Regions from separate parts of the Capra hircus genome. Here region 2 is linked to region 1. The links are chromatin contacts, called in public Hi-C maps. All regions are on one chromosome and are shown on one strand. The core of a region is the stretch at or near the end of the contact, and the rest is flanking DNA. Distances in the headings are between cores, read along the strand shown.

Region 1 (7,374 bases), core at 3,531-6,030:
CACGAAACAGAAGGAAAGAGAGTGAAATGGCCATCTGCACTACACAGGGGACAGAGCTGGATGTACAGTCACAGGCAATGGGAGCAACATGGGTGGGCTCTAGGCCCGCTTCCTGGGGTTTAGGTCACAGGAGGACCCGAGCACAAGGGCCAGGCAGTCAACAAGGATGGGTGAACCCTGTTCCAGGCCCCTGATCGATACTACAAGTTTTACCAAACCCATCAAAGACCAGCATTAAGGTAGCACCTGTCTTCCCTTAGCTATTAAGTATAATTGCGATGGCTTTCCAACCCTCTCCAGTATTGCCTGGAAAATCCCATGGACAGGGGACCCTGGTAGGCTACAGTTCATGGGGTCGCAAAGAGCCAGACATGACTTAGTGACTTCACTTTCTTTCCTTCCCAGTGGTGCAGCGGTAAAGACTCTGCCTGCCAGGGCAGGGCGCTCAGGAGACCCAGGTTCGATGCCTGGATCAGGAAGATCCCCTGGAGGAGGAAATGGCAACCCACGCCAGTATTCTTGCCTGGAGAATCCGGTGGACAAAGGAGCCTGGCAGGCAACTGTCTGTTCAGTTCAGTCCCTCAGTCGTGTCCGACTCTTTGCGACCCCATGGACTGCAGCACGCCAGGCTTCCCTGTCCATCACCAACTCCCGGAGTTTACTCAAAGTCATGTCCACCGAGTCAGTGATGCCGTCCAGCCATCTCATCCTCCATCGTCCCCTTCTCCTCCCGTCTTCAATGTGGCTACAGTTCGCGGGGTCACAAAAGAGCTGGACGTAACCGAGTGACTAGACGGCAGCAGCAGCCGACACACACACATTTACAGGGTTAGCTCCCCATAGCCTGTGCAGATGCAAGTCACAATGAAAAACTAAGGAAGAGAAAGGCAGAATCGACTCCTTTCATTATGGGACAGAGTAGAAAATGGGTAAGAATTGTGGCTAAAGTACTTTAAACACATATTTTACAGGTGACTGAAGTGAAAGCCGTTCTACCTGCTGACCTCTGCCTCGGGTGCGGAGGGTAAAGAACAGAGCGTGCTCAGAGCTCTCTGCTCGGGCCAGGGCACCGCGGAGGACTCGGGACCGAGGCTGGTGTGGGTGGATGCTGAGTGTCGGCCACAGGGTCCCCTCAGGTCTCTCTGACCACCTGGCTGTGCCCCTGACCAGCCTGGCTTCAGGACCAGCACACAGACTCTTTGGCAGACCTCCTGGGGGCTCCTGGAGTGGCTCTGCCCTCCTGTGTGGAGAATCAGACATGTCGGGGACTTCGTGTCCTCTCAGGACTGCCCTTCATGGGGACTTACCGGCGAGATGTTCTGAAAACCCCGGTGCCTTGCCTTGAATCGAGAAAAGACTTTTGAGTTGTGATTCCCACCTGGGCTGGCACTGGGGCTTGCCCAGGCACCCTTCCTTCATGAGGCACTTGCTCACCAGGCTGGACTCAGGTCTGAACCTGCGGAACCTGACAAATCACGTCAGTGGCCACCGGGGAGAGCTCTGTGGGAGAAAGCTAAGATGGACAGGATGAGGCAATTTCTAGAGGGCCCTGAAAGGCAGGCCAGAGAAACTTCTCTGTCACCGAACAAATGCCTGTTGCTTCACTGAATGGACAAAGGCCAACAGTCACCTGGCTGCTGCAATGTACCCCTAAGTGTCACGGTTCTTCAGTTACCGATTACCTCTTTGATGTAGCCCCGGAGAGCGGGTTGAGATGAAGACCTCAGCTCCCAGCCTGGGGTCTCTACATCTTTCATGTCCTGCAGTGGTTTCAATTTTATTTTACTGTATATTTTATTTTTGAGCTAGAGAAATCCTGATTCTTTCCCCAAACAAAATTGTAAGCCAAAGTATAAAATAGAATAATTGAAAACAGGTTGGTCCAGAGGCCATCCGGCCCTGAGATGCTGCCCTCATGGCTCAGGGGTGCAAGCAGCCGGGGCGGTCACGGGCCGAGGTGGTCATGGGCCGAAGTGGCGTCTTCCATCCCAACTGCCCGCATTTCAGACATGACCGCCTGGAAGAGCCCGAGACGGTGCGAGCGAGTGGATTTTCCTCCTGTGTGTGTTTCATATCCTGTCTGTTTCCTTTGCTCTGTTTCAGTGATGGCATCCCACTGGACTGACACTAAGACTCACTCCCAACCCCAGGGCAGAGGGGCGTCTGCCTGACTCTGGGATGGAAGGGAGCTGCAAGGCCAGCCCTGCTCAGAGGCCGTCGGACACCCCGCCTTAGTGCACAGAAGGCCCGTGGCTCCGCCAGGGCCCCGCGCTGGAGCCGCAGAGTCTGGCAGGTACTGCGGGGACCGCTGAGCAGGCCCCTGGAGCCCGGCTAGACGGCAGAAGCCGAACAAAGCCAGACTCCGGGACAGAAGTACGAGGGAGTTGATAGTTTAGAAAAACAACCCTCCTTTTGAGGGAAGGAATGGAGGAGGAACTAAAGTGAGGTCCCAGGGGCAGGGAGTGAGGCGCCGAAGTCACACTCTGGGCCACAAGCAGGGGCAGTCTCTCCCACCAGCCTTTCTGCCGTGACTGAAAGTGTTAGTTGCTCAGTCGTGTCCGACTCTTTGGACACCATAGACTGTAGCCCTCAAGGCTCCTCTGTCCATGAGGTTCTCCAGGCAAGAATACTGGAGTGGGTTGCCGTGCCCTCCTCCAGGGCAGCTTCCTGACCCAGGGATGGAATCTCTGTCTCCTGCATTGCAGGCAGATTGTTTACCGTCTGAGGCACCAGACGGGAAGTCCATCATGACTGAACAAATTATTAAAAATTGGTGTGACAATCACACGACCTAAATAAACTATTTAAAGTGAACAGTTCAGTCCTTTGGTACCTTCACAACTTGGTGCAGCCACCCTTCTGTTCAGTTCCGAACTCTCTCACTCCCCCAGTAAGACCCCAGACTCGTGGGCAGGTACTCCCCAGCCCCTCCCGCCTCTGCAGCCACCAGGCACCTTCCTGTCTCTCTGAGGGCTTCCATCTTCAGCCGCTGCGAACAGTGCTGCAGACAGAATCTGTGCCCAAGTGCATTTTCCTGTATCTGATTTCCATTCACTGGGTATGTGCTTAGACTAGAGCTGCCCAGCTGAAGAGCTGGATTTAGGGACGCTTCCATGGCTTTTCTTTCCCTGTGCTCTGGGTTTCTTTTCCTCTCCTTCCCACCCCCTTCCCTTTGATGTTCAGTCGCTCAGTCGTGTCCGACTCTTCGCTATCCCATAGACTGTACGCCACCACACTCCTCTGCCCATGGGATTTCCCAAGCAAGAATACTGGAGTGGGTTGCCATTTCCTTCTCCAGGGGATCTTCCCAACCCAGGGTTCGAAACTGTGGCTCCTGCATTGCAGGTGGATTTTTTTTTTTTGCCGTGAGCCACCAGGCAAGCCCTCCCTTCCCTTTTCTTACCTGTTTTTTTTTGGTGTCGAAGCTTACTGCAAGGACCTGTGAACCAGCCCAGTCCTAGGGGGTAAGTGGCCAGCCCAGTAATCTTCTGGATGAAAAAAAAGAGGTTGCCTGGCAAGCCAAGCCCACAGCCCCTCTTCACAATGCTGAGAGCGCAGGCAGCCTGCAGAGCCGCCCGTCCAAGGAGAACAGCCAAGGAAGGTCAGACTCCGTCAGTGGAAAGGTCTGAGTGTTTGTTTCGCCTTTTATTCTCTTTTGAGGAGAAGTAGAAACTCAGATTTGTGGCTGTAATCTGCCTGTTTTTACAACTGGCTCTGAACAGTTGAAACCTGTCAAGGCCAAACAAAATAAGTCTCTGGGTGGGATGGAACTATATATACAGTTGGCAGGTTTTCTGAGTGTGTGTGGGGGGGTGGGGTCAGCTTTTGTGTGGCTGACAAGATAAACAGTGACTCAAGGGAAGGGAGAGTTCGGTGATCAGAGAGCAAGCAGACATATGGTTTTCGTGGGTGCAGGGCAGGGCAGGGGAGCAAAGTCCAGAGCAGGGAGCTCACAGGGCCCCTGGCTTCAGAGCCGTCCGCCTCCACAGGCTCCTCTCTCCTGCAGAACTCTGCGCATCAGTGCCCAGGGAATGCTGTCGCCTGCCTGATGGTGAGACAGTTGTTCCTGGCGTCTGTGGCCCCTGGAGACCCTTGGGCCCCTCCTTCTATCCAGAGAAAACCTCCCCAAGAATTCCCTTATACTGTGCAGACGACGCAACCCAGCCTCCTTGGGTGTTTTGGGACCAATAGAGAACTTCTGATCCCTTAATGCCAGAGGAGCCGGAGGGGTCCTGAACTTGCAGCCTGCAGGACCGACTGAGCCCTTTGGGACACGCCCAGTTAGGTTCAGAGAAGGTGGACATCACTGTGGCAATTGTCCGAGAGGAGGACCCTGTCCTCTGAAACACGTGTTGTATGCATTAGCCATCTTTTATATATTCCTTTAATCCCCACAACAGACTTTGTAAGAAAGCTCTCTTATTAGCCCCAGCGTTCTGAGGGATAAACTGACATTTAGAGATGCTTCTGTGTCCTGCCGAGTCTTCCCAGCTGGCGTGTTGGGTGGCTGTGACGCTAACCCTGACAGCTGCAGTGGGGGTCTGTGACCCCTCTGTGATCCTGCACAGCACTTACGGCGTGAGCACGTGCCAGGCAAACTTCCTGAACTGTCCCGAGACCTGAAATTCAGGCCTGTGGAGTCTCCAGTCTCCGGGACTCACATTTGAAACAGGATCAAGCCCCAATTTCCAAGCATAAACAGGTCACTCACCGAGCTCTCTGGGGCCCACGACCAGGAACCAGGGTGACAGCCACCCTCCCACTTCCTGGCCCAGCCCAGGAAGAGCCCTCCTTCCTGCCTGCGAAGTGCTCCGCCCCCTGAGTCTAGTTACCGGCACCCCGGAGCTCTGGGAAATGTAGTCTTGGGGACTTGGGTTGACCCTGTGCCCCTCCTGTTCCAATGTACCCTGGTGAGCCAAGGCCCCAGGGTTCAAAGGGGAGGGACCTTGTAGTCCAGACAGTTCTTACTCTCAGGCAGCCTGAACATGGATGTCCTGTGTGTGCTGTGGGAGGTTAGGGTTTTGAGAGGCTCCAGGAAGTGCAGACCCATTAGCCTAGAGGAGCAGGAGGACATGGATGTTTTAAATCACCATCCCCCCAGGTTATGACAGCATTTCCTCATCAATTGCCAGGAAGCCCCTAACTTTCTATTCTTTCTCCCCCAGAGGCTCTGTGTAACGTGGTCTACATTTGTCCACATAGAAGTTATGGGAGTGACATACAGAATATACTTTCGCTTCTGTGTTTCTAATTTATGTTAATGACATTAGCCTATCACTCTTGCTGTCTCTAATGCATTTCCCTCTGTGTTATTGTTGCTTAGTTGCTAAGTTATATAAGACTCTTTTGAGACCCCCATGGACTTGTAACCTGCCAGGTTCCTCCATCCATGGGATTCTCTGAGGCAAGACTACTGGAGTGGGTTGCCATTTCCTTCTCCAGGGGATCTTCTGGATCCAGGGATCGAACCTGGGTCCCCTTCGTTGGTGGATTCTTTGCCACTGAGCCCCTCAGGAAGCTTCATTGCCCTCTACGCTTTATTTCTGTGACTATCTTCATGACACAAGTGTTGCCTTCTGCTCTCTCAAGCACTGAGAGTTCTAGTCCGTGCCTCTGGTATGACTTAACATGAACTTGGGACTCTCTGCCTGAAGGCTTTCTCTTGGCCTCTGCTTGGGCAGGTCAGATGGGCCTTCGACTAACAGCCCTGGAATACCACTCAGCCCTGAAATGGGAGTGGGAGCATCCGTTTCTAAGCGTAAGCAGGGCCTGGCACTGATATTTCCGCTGCTCTAGACAACTGCATGGACACTGCATCCAGAGCGTGTGTGTGTCAGTTGCTCAGTCGTGTCCAACTCTTTGCGACCCCGTGGACTGTAGCCCACCAGGTTCCCCCGTCCCTGTGATTCTCCAGGCAGGAACACCAGAGTGGGGTGCCCTTTTCTTCTCCAATGTCTATTCTATATGAGGGTAACCCCATTACTTTTGGATGCCTCATATCCACAGAGCATCTGCATCAGGTATAGCAGTTAAAAAAAAAAGAAAAAGAAGTAGCTTTAATGTGTTACTGACAAAGCACTGTGATTAAAATGATGTATTTTATACAAAGCAGAATCTCCTGAATTCGCAGCTTATGTTACTCAAAGTGTCGCAGACTCACTTGCATCATTATCACCTAGGGTTCCTGTTACACGTGTAGGTAAGCGGTAATCACTCACAGCTGGTGAGCCAGAATTGGATCTGCAGGTTTAACAAGCTCACAGGCTGAAGCTGATGCACGCCGATATCCTTTGGTGGTTTCCCTTTAAGACGGCTAACGTTCAAGTTCAATCCAGATTAAGTGTTAAAAAAAAATACATCTCAAATTCTTTGGAGGGTTGACGGAAGACCTTTCCACATCCTAAGATCTGGGTGTTTATTTCCCCCAGTATAATTAGCATACCTTAATTCAATGATGAATAATGGCTGCAGTCTCTACCAGCAGGGCTAAAAGTATGCAGTTTCTGTCCTGTGTGAGTTAACACATGTGGAGTTAAAATTGTTATAAGTGAAATTCCTTGTATTCATTACATTCAGTGGGCTCTTCTCCAGTGCAAAATCCTTGTTATTGACAAGGAAGAAGAGACCTGTGAAAAATCAGTCACAGAATATTCATGCAGTCATTTCTCTCCATGTGAATTCGACGCGGCTCCTTCAGTGACGGTCTTCATTTGAAATCTCCCCATGTTAGTTGATATTCACAGGCAGTGTTGCTTTGCTAATTCACATAGATTGTCTATCTTGTAGCCCCTCAGTGGTCATAGCTTTCTGATTAAGTTTTAGATCTTCTTTATGTTTCAAACTCTTTCATATCCATGAGCTATGTTAAATCAATTACCCTTTTATTGAAACTCAGGTCGCACTTTGACAAGAGTCCTCAGATTGTTCCTTCCTTCATTCAGTTCAGTTCAGTTGCTCAGTCTTGTCCAACTCTTTGTGACCACATGGACTGCAGCACGCCAGGCCTCCCTGTCCATCGCCAATTCCCGGAGCGTGCTCAAACTCATGTCCATTGAGTGGTGATGCCAGCCAACCATCTCATCCTCTATCGTCCCCTTCTCCTCCCGCCTTCAATCTTTCCCAGCATCAGGGTCTTTTCCAACAAGTCAGCTCTTCACATCAGGTGGCCAAGGGATTGGAGTTTCACCTTGAGCATCAGTCCTTCCAATGAATATTCAGGACTTACTTCCTTTAGGATGGACTGGTAGAATCTCCTTGCAGTCCAAGGGACTCTCAAGAGTCTTCTCCAACATCACAGTTCAAAAGCATCAATTCTTCGGCACTCAGCTTTCTTTATAGTCCAACTCTCACATCCATACGTGGATCCTGGAAAAA
Region 2 (7,374 bases), core at 3,407-5,906, 300 kb before region 1:
GAAACCATAAGTAAAAAGAGTAAAATTATAATTTTATTATCCAGAAATAATGATATCTTTTAATATTATATTATAGATCATTCTAGATGTATTATATTTAAATAGAATCATACTAGATATAATTATTGTGAAATATCTTTCCATTTCAATGTGTGTACTTGGACCACATTTTTAATGACGTCAGTGTAACAGAATTGTATCTTAGGTGGGTCATATTCACTCACTCCCATTGTCGGCAAGCTTCCTTTAGATATTCTTGTATTTTGTATTCTTCTTTTATTTCATGAGTATTAATATGAAGTCCCTGAAGTAGATTTGCTGTGTCAAGGCACACTGTTTCAAAGCTTTAGACATTTTCTGTCAAATTGTCCTCCAGAGGTAGGAACAATTGACTTCATCACCAGTAGAGTTCAAGTCTGTGCACTGAGATTCTTTTAATAATGTTTTCTTCTCTATTTTCTGTTTCCCCAAATGAATATGATTAATTGTGCCTAGCCACAGGATTGTGTTTTCATAGGTTCTTAACTAAGCATAGGTATGCTGTTTTGATAATATTGAGTGGTCCAACAGGAGCTAGTGAATTAATGCTTTCTGTCCTTGTCTCTCTTCCATTAGATGGAGTCCATTGCCTTACCTGTGCAATGATGCTTCTTAACACAGATCTCCATGGCCATGTAAGTGTAGGGGTGTGGAGCTGTCTTACAGAGAAAGCTCCAGAATTTCCTGGGCTTATCTTTGCTTTTGTGTTCATACATGTTTACTTTCTGCGTTCTTTTATCTCATTCTCTACATGGCAGGTAGGTAAACATAAATCTTTGGAAAAAGAAACAACTGTTTTACATGCTAGCGCTGAGCATAATTTTAAAAAGTACCATATTATCTGCGCGTCTGGAGTTGTTCTAGCTGTAATGCGTGTGGTCTGTTATCTTCTTTGTCCACTAGATGGCAGAGACTGTGCTTTTACTTTTGGTTTTGATTTTTGGTTAGCTATGAGGGTTGACACAGGATTGCAGAAAGAGGATGTTAAGTTAGATCTGAAAGTGTTGACTATGTTTTCACTAAATACAGTAGCAAGTGTTAAGAGCTAAGGTTTTCAAACACCCCTCAGCTTACCTGGTCTTTTGCTTGTTGAAATGTCAATATAGTCTACTTAAAGTATAGGATGAACTTATTAAATTTATGATTATAACTATACTTTCACCTTTCACAGAGGTGGAATTTTAGCTTTTACTTAAATTGTTCACATTAGAGAAAATAAATGTTTTAGTTAAATATAGATCAAATATAGATAGATCAACATGTACATAGCACAAAAATTATTTCATAGTCCCACGTCCATTTATTTTGAAGATAAAATCATGTTTCTTGTAATTAGCCTAACATCATCCCTTGATTTGCCATATGGTTTTTACCTTGCAATTAAGAAGTCACATTAAAAGAACTAAAACTTAGGTAATGGCCCTGATTTGTTCTTCTGTTCCAAAAGGTCACACCTTATTGTAAACAAGAAAAAGGATAACTCCTTTTCTTGTTCTCCTCTTTAAGAAAGGCGAGCGGAGCTGTATGGGGTCCTTAAGATGGACTGAGGGGGACAAGCCTCTGTTTAACAGGGCAGTAAAATGTCTTGCGGAAATGAAGGTACCGGGGTTCAGTCCCACAGCGTGAGCCTTGAAGTGAGTGTCAGAGTCTGACACTAATTCAGCTTGGCGTGGGGCCGGCCAGCCAGCATGCCGTCCTAGCCTCTGTTTTCCTGTTACCAGTGAAGCAGGCTCTCACTGCTTTCCTCTTTCATCCTGTGACCCCCTTCTCCCCTCACTCAGTTTCTTAATCTGACTATCAGCTGAAGGAGACACTTTGATTATGCTTGTCCACACGTGACATTGACCCAAGCCAGTGGGTCCCAGCGCCGGGGATCTTCTTCACGTCGGCTGTCCTGCGGTCCTAGCCATACACGATACTTGTGTGTTTACTCTGTTCAGACTGAGAAGATGTGTGAGAAAGAAGAAAAGAATCTAGTAACAGTCTGACTCTTTTTTCCAGGTTGAATATGTCATAGAACTTCTGGAGAAGTAGCCAGAGTTGCAGGCATTTGTTTCTGTTAAGGGGGCCTCCCTGGTGGTTCAGTGGTAAAGAATCCGCCGGCCAGTGCAGGGGATGTAGGTTCAGTCCCTGGGTTGGGATGATCCCCTGGAGAAAGAAGTGGCAGCTTGTTTCAGTATTCTTGCCTGGAGAATCCCACAGACAGAGGAGCCTGGCAGGCTATACAGTCCATGGGGTCGCAAGAGTCAGACATGACTTAGCGATTAATAAACTACTACCACCATTTCTGTTAAAACTGGATTGGTTTCTAAAAAGCTAATATTGTTTTAATAATACTTTCAAATAAACATGTATCTTATTAATCACAATAATTTGAAACATAGCATTAAATAAAGGTGTGAGGTTTGTTATTTATTCAGATAACTCCACATGCTTGATACACAAACAGGACACCCTGGGGTATCCTGTGCATGGGTTCAGAACCCCAGGTCTTGGATTCGCTCATCTTCCATGTTTAAAGAATTGAAAAGAGATTAAGAGATTACCACACTTCTTTTTGGCAATTGGAATATAAGAGAGAGTTTATATAAATGAATGGTTTAGTATTATCTTGATATATGCCAATCATACATAATTAACAACTAGTTATAGTGGCAGAATTACATATGAGGGAGAAAATGATAAATACAAATCTCTCTGTATCTTCAAAATCATGTTTTTAGTGATTATTAGTTCTCAGCTTTGTTTTGAAAAGTGTATGCTCCATATTGGAGATTGTCATTTAAGTTTTGTATATTAGACTTTTTAATTCTTGTATACAATGAATACTGTTACAAGACTGTTGAATATATAGTAGCTGTCATAAAAACTAACCGTGTGAAAATGTGTTTCTCTTCTTTTCCTCCTCTGGATTCTTTTTAAAAATAAATTTTCCTTCCAGGTGGTAAGTTTTTAATCCATAATTTTGGATGTAGTGTCTCTTGCATCATGATTACCTGAATTATGGTGCAGTGTCTGACTTACTAGCATGGCTCCTATGAAAGTGAATCATTCATAAAGACTATAAAGTGAATTATTTCTAATATCTCCACCTTTCACCCTCTCCTTATTCACCTCTCATTACTTAGTCCAGAGCCAGAGTAATCCTCTTGGGAATGAACTAATAATCCACTTCCCTTTTCTTCCCTGCCATTGTGTCTTAACCGCAGTGTAATGGCATGACCTTTCTAAGAAGTGCTGAGACAAGCCTGCGCTCACGCTCTCGGTGGGGAGGGTGTAACCTGGGAGGTTCTCTTAAGGCCGCTCATCGGGAATCTTCCTGTGCCATGGAACGACATGTTGAAAACGCATTGGCGTGGGCCTTTGTTCTTCCTGCTAATCTCACTAATGAAATGGGGGAAGGCGTACTAACAGCGAGTCTAATACCGTGCTGTATGTTGGAATGCTTTCCCAGCTTCCCCTTTTCTAGTTTATTCTGTCGTTAAACAAACACTTTAGTGTTCATGCTCCACTCCAAGTTTGCTGCCATCTGGGTAAGGATCAGAAGTCAGATCGAGCGGTGTTGGTAGGCTCACCACCCTTCGCCAGGTTGCCTACAGAGGTGGTGAGGGCTATCTGAGGTGCTGCGGTGGAGAAGCACTGGGGGAGGGGGTCTCTTAATTACATGCATTTCACTAAGTGGGCCGCAGAAACGCAGTCTGCAATATATACAGTATTTTTGGGAGAAATTCATTGCGATGTTATAGTCATTTCATTGGAACTAAAGAATAGTGATTCCCTCTGTACCTACTTTAAAAAATGTGAATGATTTTTATCATTATTATACCAATAATATGGACTTACTTTTACTTACCTGCAAGTGGTTTACTAACCTTTTAAGTAAGTATTTTCTAACTGTGGTCACTTTTGCCAAGTAATCTCTTTTTTTTTAAATGCCCCTTCGTCTATGAAGTCTGTATGTGAGTTAGACTTTTGTACATACAGATCACTTTCTATCAAAACAGTAAACATTTATTTTTCTCTTGTTCTGTTGGACAAGTTATACTGAGTATTGTTACTATCAACAAGCAGAGAATTGAAACTCTATTTTTTAAAGCCTTACATTTTATTGGAAATAGTGTGAATAAAATGATTTATCCTGTTAGAATACATTCATACCTTTTCCTTTTCTGGGCTACTCTGCAGGTATGCTCTATTAACTTAGAGTATCTCTCTTGTCCTCCATTCATATTCAAAATCCAGCCTCTTGAATCCAAGACTGAAGGCAGGCAGCAGGGCTGGGACAGTGGTCGGGAGGACTGGACCCTGAAATGGGAGGAAGTTTCAGAAGAAGAACTGAGATGCAGTAGAGAGTGGGGTAGGCGGAAGCATAGGAGTTGGCCAGTTTCTCAGCTGAAGGTCCGAAGCAATCCACAAGACAGTGCTGCCCAGGTCAGGCCACGGTCAGAGGCAGCAGCCAAGGCATTGCTGTCGATCAAGATTTTGCGACAAAATCCGCCCTTTAACACCACAGCTCGGGATTTTCAGTGACAATTTTTATCTGAAGTGTGTCTGTGCTTTGTGGCAGAGCCAGGCCCCCAACCACCCCACTCCACCCCGCCCCCACCATGCATGGGGGTGGGGAGGGGGGTGTGGTCCTTCTGGAGCCTGTCTGGGCTGGGCGCCTGCGGATGCCCTGTCCTTGGGATCCTCGGCCTGCTGCTCATTACCTTCAGGTTTGTTGCACAGGGCAGGACCTTACTGGTTTTTTGAGGGGTTGAGTTATGGGTTAGATAAGGGGTAAAACCACAGCAAGGACACTGTACTGGTATAGGAGAGAAAGAAGTCAAGGAATACAGTACAGCTTTTATGATAGGATAATGTCAAAAAGTTGTGTAGTTCCATTGGAGATAGCTCTTAGGAACTCATTATGTTTCAATTTGTAAACTGTGTGAATAATTGTGATAATTCAAAGATGGGCTCTCTAGGACACTGAAATTTTGAAGGCTGGGTTAAATAAATATTTGGTTATTATCAGAAGTGGAAAATGACTGTTGTAAGACTTGCAATTGAAGAATTTTAATGCTTTTCCTTTTCATGTCGTGCTGTCTCATCTCTCCACCCTCAGGAGCAGCACAGATCTCCGTGAGGTTGCTAGGTAGTCATTTTACACCTCAGGAAACCTCTGTGGGCGCCTGCGGTTGCCGTCCTGGTAGCTGACATCTGCCCCCTCCTGTGGTGCGGTGGTCTCTGTGGACCCCTCTTCGTGTCCCTGCAGCCTTGTTCCTCGGTCCCTCTTCCAGGAGAGCCAGCCCTGGCTGCAGTTTCTTTTTCTATCTGACCCCTGTCCCTCTGTGGACCTCCAGCCATGGGTGATCTTTATCTCCAGTAAGCCTCCTTGCCTTGGAGTCCTCTTTTACAGCCCTTGGTGCTGCGTCCTTCCTTTTCCGGTTGGACTCTGCAGCCGCAGTGACTCTTCCAGGCTCTCATCACTTCAGACTGGCAACTGCCTGGAATTTTAGTAGGAATCCTTACTTAAGTGCGTCAGAGTCAATCACGCACGGGGGCATCTTCCTGGCTTTCCTCACTCCTCAAGATGACGGCCTCCCTTTCCATTTTCCTTCCCTGCATTTCTTCCTCCCTGTCCCTACCCTCTTCTCTTTCTTTTTGGCAGTTCTGCTTTTCTTAGAATCGGGTCATACTTATAAAACACAGCGGGTGTAGCTTTCCAGTTGAGTCAGTGGGGCTCATTTAGGGACCTCAGATCCTCTCACTGGCACATTGTTCAGCCACTCCACCCTTCTCTCTCTTACCAGGATGTGTTTTCACATTTGCACAGATCATTAGTACAAGGTGATAAAGGAAAGCAGACTGAACTCTCATTAAGGCAGGGTTGGCTCTTTCCTCCCGCAGATAGTTTGGGGAAGAGGGGGAATGAGGAAGAGGAAGGGGATAGGAACCTCCGACCTCTGACCCTCTTATTTACTTTAATGTCTGTCTTTCTAGACAATCATGTTAGAAGCAGAGATCAGTCTTTGAATTAATAATGAGAACAGTCTATTCCTTTATCTTCTCAAATTTTAGAGAAACTAATTTTTATGAAGCAGTAATAAAGCCAGCTACTAAATAATTCTCAAGCTTTTTGTTCTCAGGTCCCTTTATACTCTTATATTTTGAGGGCCACCAAAAAACTTTTACTTATATCTGTTAATATGTACCGTATTAAAAACTAAAGTTGATGATTTAGAAAATTTATTGAATCACTTTAAAATAGCATTAATAAACCAATTAAATGAATAATATACTTCTGCCAGACCACCTGACCTGCCTCTTGAGAAACCTGTAGGCTGGTCAAGAAACAACAGTTAGAAACGAACATAGAACAACAGACTGGTTCCAAATCGGGAAAGGAGTATGTCAAGGCTGTATATTGTTACCCTGCTTATTTAACTTATATGCCAAGTACATCATGAGAAGTGCTGGACTGGATGAAGCACAAGCTGGAATCAAGATTGCCGGGAGAAATATCAATAACCTCAGATACACAGATGACACCACCCTTGTAACAGAAAGTGAAGAAGAACTAAAGAGCCTCTAGATGAAAGTGAAAGAGGAGAGTGAAAAAGATGGCTTAAAGCTCAACATTCAGAAAACGAAGATCATGGCATCTGGTCCCATCACTTCATGGCCAATAGATGGGGAAACAATGGAAACAGTCAGAGACTATTTTGAGGGGCTCCAAAATCACTGCAGGTGGTGACTGCAGCCATGAAATTAAAAGATGTTTGCTCCTTGGAAGAAAAGCTATGACCAACCTAAATAGCATATTCAAAAGCAGAGATATTACTCTGCCAACAAAGGTGTGTCTAGTCAAGGCTATGGTTTTTCCAGTGGTCATATATGGATGTGAGAGTTGGACTATAAAGAAAGCTGAGCACCGAAGAATTGATGCTTTTGAACTGTGGTGTTGGAGAAGACTCTTGAGAGTGCCTTGGGTAAGGAGATCCAACCAGTCAATCCTAAAGGAAATCAATCCTGAATATTCACTGGAAGGACTGATGCTAAAGCTCCAATACTTTGGCCCCCTGATGTGAAGAACTGACTCTTTTTAAAAGACCCTCATGCTAGGAAAGATGGAAGGTGAGAGGAAAAGGGGGCAACAGGATGAGATGGCTGGATGGCATCACTGACTCGATGGACATGAGTCTGAGTGAACTTTGGGAGTTGGTGATGGACAGGGAGGCCTGGCATGCTGCGATTCATGGGGTCACCAAGAGTCGGACACGACTGAGCCACTGAATTGAACTGATGAGTAATAATTATACTTAAACAAAATTTAGTGAAAAAATAAGCATT

Evidence for each region. Hi-C and Micro-C count contacts between places; a contact is called where the count stands out from the background.
Region 2: a Hi-C map of blood shows a contact between it and region 1, with 2.1 times the contacts expected there. The contact joins the enhancer-like site here to the promoter of LOC102169935 in region 1. A contact is called at or near these places in 3 of 5 Hi-C or Micro-C datasets (blood and liver).

Annotation. Positions count from the first base shown.
Region 1 is chr27:6,611,564-6,618,937 of ARS1.2, reverse strand. It overlaps LOC102169935 (arylamine N-acetyltransferase 1), which reads right to left and starts at 4,780. Exons shown (of 5, transcript XM_018042099.1): 1 at 4,712-4,780; 2 at 3,404-3,729; 3 at 1,005-1,240.
Region 2 is chr27:6,907,298-6,914,671 of ARS1.2, reverse strand. It overlaps PSD3 (PH and SEC7 domain-containing protein 3), which reads left to right. Exons shown (of 16, transcript XM_018041858.1): 8 at 616-674. Among named protein-coding and RNA genes, the nearest start is that of PSD3, 260 kb to the left of the region's middle. Within about 2 kb of position 4,656, at least 1 of the 5 cell types and tissues checked has an H3K27ac peak or open chromatin away from gene starts, as enhancers often do.